Regions from separate parts of the Rattus norvegicus genome. Here region 2 is linked to region 1. A link is a contact called in public Hi-C data. All regions are on one chromosome and are shown on one strand. Each heading gives the region's core, a stretch centred on a gene start, on an enhancer-like site or on the middle of the called end of the contact. The rest is flanking DNA. Distances are from core to core; before and after follow the strand shown. Region 1 overlaps Pinx1 (PIN2/TERF1 interacting, telomerase inhibitor 1). Region 2 holds the start of Sox7 (SRY-box transcription factor 7).

Region 1 (3,218 bases), core at 150-2,649:
TAGCTATCTGGCAAGTTCTGAAGAGCTTCCTGTGGAACCAGATGAGGTCTTGTCTCCACAGCAGCCACTTCTCCTTGCCCAGTTATGCCTCCACCCTCCATCCCCATTACGCTTTGGACTACACCATCTGGACGCATTCTGAGACCAACCAAGAGCCAGCTGCAACTAATTGTCCACCAGGGTGCGCAGCTAGATGCTGAACCTTCACCCCAGTCCCTTACTAATGAGGGCCTCACTGGCTCAGCACCAGGACCCAGTAAGTCCTTTCTACGCTGATCATAAGACTGGTAAAAAGGAATTATCTCTCAAAGCAACAGTCACTTTGCAAGTGTTTGTGGTGATGACAGAAGCACAATACATATGTATATCGATGACAAAAGTGTATAGATTTTAACACTTACCAATCATTACCTAAATGTTAGTAAAAAAAAAAAAAGAATCTAAAATATTAATTACTATTTGTGTGTGTGTGTATGAGTGTGCATGTGGAGGTCAGAAAAAGGGAACTGGTTTTCTTCCGTCATGTGGGTGCCACGAATCAATCTCAGGTCATCAGGCTTGGCAGTAAGCACCTTTACCCGCTGAGCCACCTCACTGGCCCCAGTTACATTATCTGACATTATTACTTCAGAAGAAACCATACCAGTTACTAGCTATCACCAGCTCTGATTACTTTTTCAGTTAATAGATGGCAAAGAGCCATATAAAGAAGATTAACGATAAATGGATATGACAGGGATATTAGCTTGTGTCACGGGTTCAACATAGGATTTCTTCAGAAAGTAACGGTATTAAAGGGCACTATGGAGATGGACCCAACAAAATCCAGAATGTGGGGAATTCCTGAAGACAGAACCTTCACAGCCTTTAACAATCAATTCCAAAGGAAAGAGAAGACTATGACATCACCGTCACTAAGCAGCTTACTCCAGCTGAACTATAGGCAGACTGTGCCCACCTGTCTTTGCAGGAGTTCTGTGAATTAAAAATCCAGTCTTTATGCTTGCATGTGCAAGGGCTTTGACCATTGAGCAATCTCCCCACCCACACATCTGTATCTTAATAGACATCAACAAGGAGCTATGGTATGTGGCCATAGCTTCAAATGATGAGGAGTGAGACAAGCTGTAAGGAAAGTGGCTAAGCTGGGGAATGTGTATGTTAAGAGTATGCTACACATTACTCTCCCTCTGTGGCAGTGACCAGAGTCTGGTAGGACAGCACAGGGGAAGAAAGCACCATGGTGCTCACATCAAAGTTGTTCCTGGCCGTTGGACCTGTCACAGTGTAGTGGACCCACAACCCTCTGAGGAGTACAGACTAGTACAGACACAGAAGAAAGAAGGCCTCTGGAGCCACCAGCACAAAGGTGGCCCCCCATCTGTGCGCTGACTCAGACAGGAACAGCGAGGCCGGTGGAGGACTACATTTCCGTTATGAGATCATGCACTGGCCACTGTAGCTTCAACTGAAGCCAGCCTGGGGGTTTTCCCTGAAAGAGTCACAATTCCTCTCCCCAGCAAAACAGGAACTGATCCTAACAGGAATATTATGTAATGCCAGGGAACCAGGAGATTGGGAAAAGCAAGGTTGGGGGAGAAGCACCACAGGATAAAGGCAGAGGTGGGGTGGAAAAGCAGAGCCACTCTGAGCAGCCTTGGGAACAGGGGACAAGGGGCAGGAGACAGACCCAGTAGTCATTCAGCTCCTTCCAGCTTAGTGGAGATACTTTCCAGGGGTAACCAGGTAACCTTCAGACAGTCAGAGCATAAAGGGGAAGTGAGCAAGGGCAGCATCTCCCCATCTGAGAGAGGGACTGCAAGGACCTGATAGAGAAGGCAGAGCTGACACTGGGGTAGTTGTGCTACACCACTGTGAGCCTTTGCATCCAGATCCATTGAGGTGCAAATATCGTAAATACTTAGGGTAAATAGGCATTTTACCCTATGTATATGCTGAAATGATGGCACTGCCCAGCTAGGTAGTAGCCTCACATAGCAGTGGTCTTGTGTGTGGTGAGGGCATGGCAAATTCTCACTGCAACACTTTACAGTGATGACAGGCACCAGGATGAACCTACTCATCTTATAATGTTGCCCAAGCTACCCAAGCTACAGTGGGCAAGCAAGGAACATGCTAGGGGTGGAGTCAAAAGAGCATGGGGAGCATAAAGAACACGTCTCAGCTCAGTGACAGAGCCTAGAGACAGATGTTCAACAGCGTGTCAGTGTTGACTCTACTTCTAGACAAACAGGTGCCCGCCATCACTGCTACACATGCCTGGTAATGCACCAACCTTCTTACTATTGTCTCTGCTATGGGCATCATGAAAATTTTTCTTCTTCTTTCTCATGAACTGGTACAGCTTGTGACTTTTCTAGGTGGACATTCACTGTTTTAATGGTATCAGAGTACTTGATATTAAGACCCGTAGAGAAGACCCAGTAAGTAGTTAGAAACCTGACACCAAGCCTGACAACCTGAGCTCAACTCTGGTAAGAAAGAACCAACTCCTGCAGCTTGTCATCTGACTTCCGTGCTTGTGGCATGGTGCTTGAACATGGTCATACATATGCACACACTCCCACACACAAAATAAATAAAAATACTATCAGTAGGGCTGAAGAACTGGCTTGTCACTTACAAGTGCTCGCTGTTTTTCCAGAGCACTTGAAGTTCCCAGCACCCACTGGGTGATTAGAACTGCCAGTAACTCTAGTCTGACACCATCTCCTGGACTCTACGGATAACTGCAAGCATGTGGCATTCATGCACAAATACACATGCATAAAATAATAATTAACACATATATGCACACATACACAGAGTGAGACAAAGAGAGCAAAACATAAAACCCTACAAGCCTAAGAGTCATCCCCTTCTCCAGTGGACATCTGCCTTTAGGTGTAGGCAGTGGCAGGTGCCAGTCCTTGTGCCTGGGCTGGCTAAAGGCAGCCGCTCCCTTTGCCCCTCACACAGATACTGCTGGTATTGCACTTTCAGAAGGTTCCAGTGTCTCTCTCAATGTGTTCCCCCATTCAGCTCATGTCTTCAGGGGGCAACAAAGGTTACGTGATGTCTTTCAGCATGGCTCAGGACAGAAAAAAGTTCTCAAGTAAGACAGAGGTGACTCACCTGGAAGATACAACACCGTAAGAGAGGGCTCTGGCAGACATGGCCTTGTACAGGAAAACATTAGAAAAAGCCTCCCTTACCTT
Region 2 (2,909 bases), core at 103-2,602, 44 kb before region 1:
GCCAGAGGGCTGGGCCATCTCTCTAAGCCCAGGACTTTGACAAGCAGAAAGCCAGCCCTTGCTCTGTGACTCTGAAAAGGAAAGAGCCCAGGCTCCTACGGAAAAGGGAAGGGCTTCCATCCCAGCGGGGTGGGGTCGAGGGGCCTGTATGCCTCTCACAACAGGCCTTGGTGCCCTCTGCAAACACAAAATATTTTGAAGGATTTTATTGGTTAAAATAAATAAGAAACACGTTGAAGAGTAAAGAGATTTGAAGTAAGGTGAGGTTCAAAGTTGTTTGGCTTCAAGACTCGTGAGGCGGCGGTTCAGTGGGTAAAGGCATTTGCCACCGAGCCTGAAGATGTGAACGTCTAATTCCTGGAACCCTCATGGTGGGAAGAAAGAATGTACTTCCCACCTTCCAGATGTCTTCTGACCCCTACACACTCAGGTAGCACGCGCATGCATACATACATACACTAACACAAACACGTTTAATATATATGTATAAATATATGTATATATATACTATATATATTAACCCACCCAACCCTGCTCCGAGAACTCGAGAGAATAGAAAAATCCAACAAAAACTCGGATTTCTTGGAACCGTTTTAGCATTTTCATCCCTAATTCTCTGGCCTGTCGGGTTCCAGTCAGAATTATCTGCGAACAGCCTCAGTTGACGCACATTCGTTATCTTTCCCTCCGTGACAGTATCTCTTTCTGACTTTCCTAGTCTTACAACGTGGGGAGTGGAGTCTCCTCAGTCTTCCAGCAAAGGCCGGTTCCACCCAGGCTGAATGTATCCGCCCGTCTGAGTCCTTGAGCTCGAGTTCCAGTTTCCAGGACCCGCTTCGTGTCGCGCCCGCCCCTGGAACCCGGTATCTCTCCGCGACTCCGAGAAGGGACCAGTCCAGAGCCCCGCGCTGGTCCTACGGTTTCACTGTGGCTTGCTTGGGCCCCGGTGGCGTCAGTGCTCAAATCCCCCGCCCCCGGGACGGCGTTGTTACCCGCACCACCCTCGCACCAGCTTCGCGCCCGGTGCACTCACCCAGCATCTTGCTAAGCTCCGCGTTGTGCAGGTCCGGGTTCTGCACTGCCAGACGTTTCCTCTCATCCTTGGCCCACACCATGAAGGCATTCATGGGCCGCCGGATCCGGCTCTCTGAACCCTTGTCCCCTGAAGGTCGGGGGACGGCGGGCGGCGACAGCCCATCCGACAGCTCGGCTTCCAGGGCAGGACACTCCAGTCCCTCGGTCCACGGGTAAGCGCCCAGCAACGAGGCCATGGCCGAACGCGGGTCACTTGGCTTCGCCTCGTGGGGCCGGCGTTGACCTGGCCCTCACTCGGGTCGCGACGTCCAACTTGGCCAGCAGCCTCGGGCCGGGCCCTTATTTATCAGCTTCGGGCCACCGGGTCTGCCAATGACTCTCCGGGGCGGCGCGGCCCCTCCCGGCTGCCCCGCCGCGGCGTCCCCGCTGCGACCTGCCGGCAGGGGGAGGGAGGGGCCGGGCCTGTCCCGGTGCCCGCCCCCGTCCGCCCCTCGGCCTCCGGAGCCTGCCCGGGATCGGCGCTCGGATGCAGGTGCTGCAAGGCCAGGAGGAGCGCGCCCGCGGCCCGCAGTCACCACTGCTTGGCGCAGGAGTCAGGTCCAGTCCCTGTTCAGCTGTTGGGCCGCCCTCCGCGCTGGGACCAGACTCCACTAAAACTCCAGCAAGGGAAAACTGAACTCAAACAGCTTACGTCGGGATACCCGAGGAGGAAAGACACTATCAATGTCCCTAGATCGGCCAATATGCTGTTGTGGACAGATCACACCTATGACTTGGGTCAGCTCGCCCCAATAAACGTGGGCGGCCACCAAGGGTCTTAGGTGGATGTGGGGTCCACCGGACTTCAGGGTCTGCCCAGTGCCCTCCCCAAACTGGCACTCTGGATCTCTAGAGGGGCGTCAGTCTTCCGGTTCTCTGCTATCCGATTTTCCTCTTCTTGTCTACGCCCCCAACCCACTCTCTTTGCCGCTGCCTCCCCGCAGTCGGAGTCTGCATCTTTTGCTAGTAGCCCTTTCTCGGAATTCATTCCTGCTGCTTCTTCCGACTCCAGAGAACGGCTTTTACGCTCCTATGTCCCCCAACTACTTCCTTTCAGTGGAGCCTTCTCCCTTTCCCGCACCCTGAACGAGCTGCGGCCCGGGAACTTGAGACCCTAATGCATACTGCGGCTGCTTTGGCTGTAACACCAGTGGCCACACACAGTAGGCATTCAAGAACTGTCGAACGAATGAATGAACTCACGAATGAAATAACGAGTCGATGTGGCTTGGACACACCCCACTGTAGAAACTACAGCGGGGGGTGGGGGCTAGTTCCCGGAATTAGACCCACAAATATTTATGGCGCGCCACCCCATGTGGAGGCTCCACAGAGGTGAGCTTCGAAAGAGGCAGTCTGAGCGGAAGGCAGTGGTGTTGGGTGTTAGACTCTGCCTTGAGTTACTGAAGGCGTGACAGCAAGTCCGGTATCTCCCAAGACCTTTCTTAATCCTAAAACACGACGACCGATAAGGCTGACCTCACAGGCGGTGATGAGGGAAATACAGTGAGCTCTGGCTGTATAATCTTTGATGGAGATGCCTCTCTAGTCTCAAAGTCCCAGTGCGGTGACTGAATTCGCTTACAACGTGCTAGTCGGCCACTGCTGAGACGCTGTAAATGTCCGGAGAACTGCAACTTCTCCGAGTTTAAGACCTAGTTTTGCCCTCCAGGACCCCAGATAAAATTCATCAGGGCATGAACTTTCGGCATAAAATAGACTGGCATTTCCCATCTCCTCGGGTCAGGGTCCAGCAGCAGCGCTCTAAGACTGGTGTCCCTTCAAGCCGGTGGTCTCTCCCCTTCCCCACTCCTGTGCATTTGTGATTTTTTTTT

What was found. A called contact is a pair of places that touch in the nucleus more often than the background predicts.
Region 2: a contact with region 1 is called in a Hi-C map of psoas muscle, with 3 times the contacts expected there. The contact joins the promoter of Sox7 here to the enhancer-like site in region 1. A contact is called at or near these places in 3 of 12 Hi-C or Micro-C datasets (hepatocytes, kidney and psoas muscle).

What each region holds. Positions count from the first base shown.
Region 1 is chr15:42,310,207-42,313,424 of GRCr8, reverse strand. All of the region lies in intron 6 of Pinx1 (PIN2/TERF1 interacting, telomerase inhibitor 1), which reads right to left. Among named protein-coding and RNA genes, the nearest start is that of Pinx1, 38 kb to the right of the region's middle. Within about 2 kb of position 1,399, at least 8 of the 93 cell types and tissues checked have an H3K27ac peak or open chromatin away from gene starts, as enhancers often do.
Region 2 is chr15:42,354,848-42,357,756 of GRCr8, reverse strand. Sox7 (SRY-box transcription factor 7) reads right to left here and starts at 1,352. Exons shown (of 2, transcript NM_001106045.1): 1 at 1,034-1,352. The coding sequence starts at 1,271.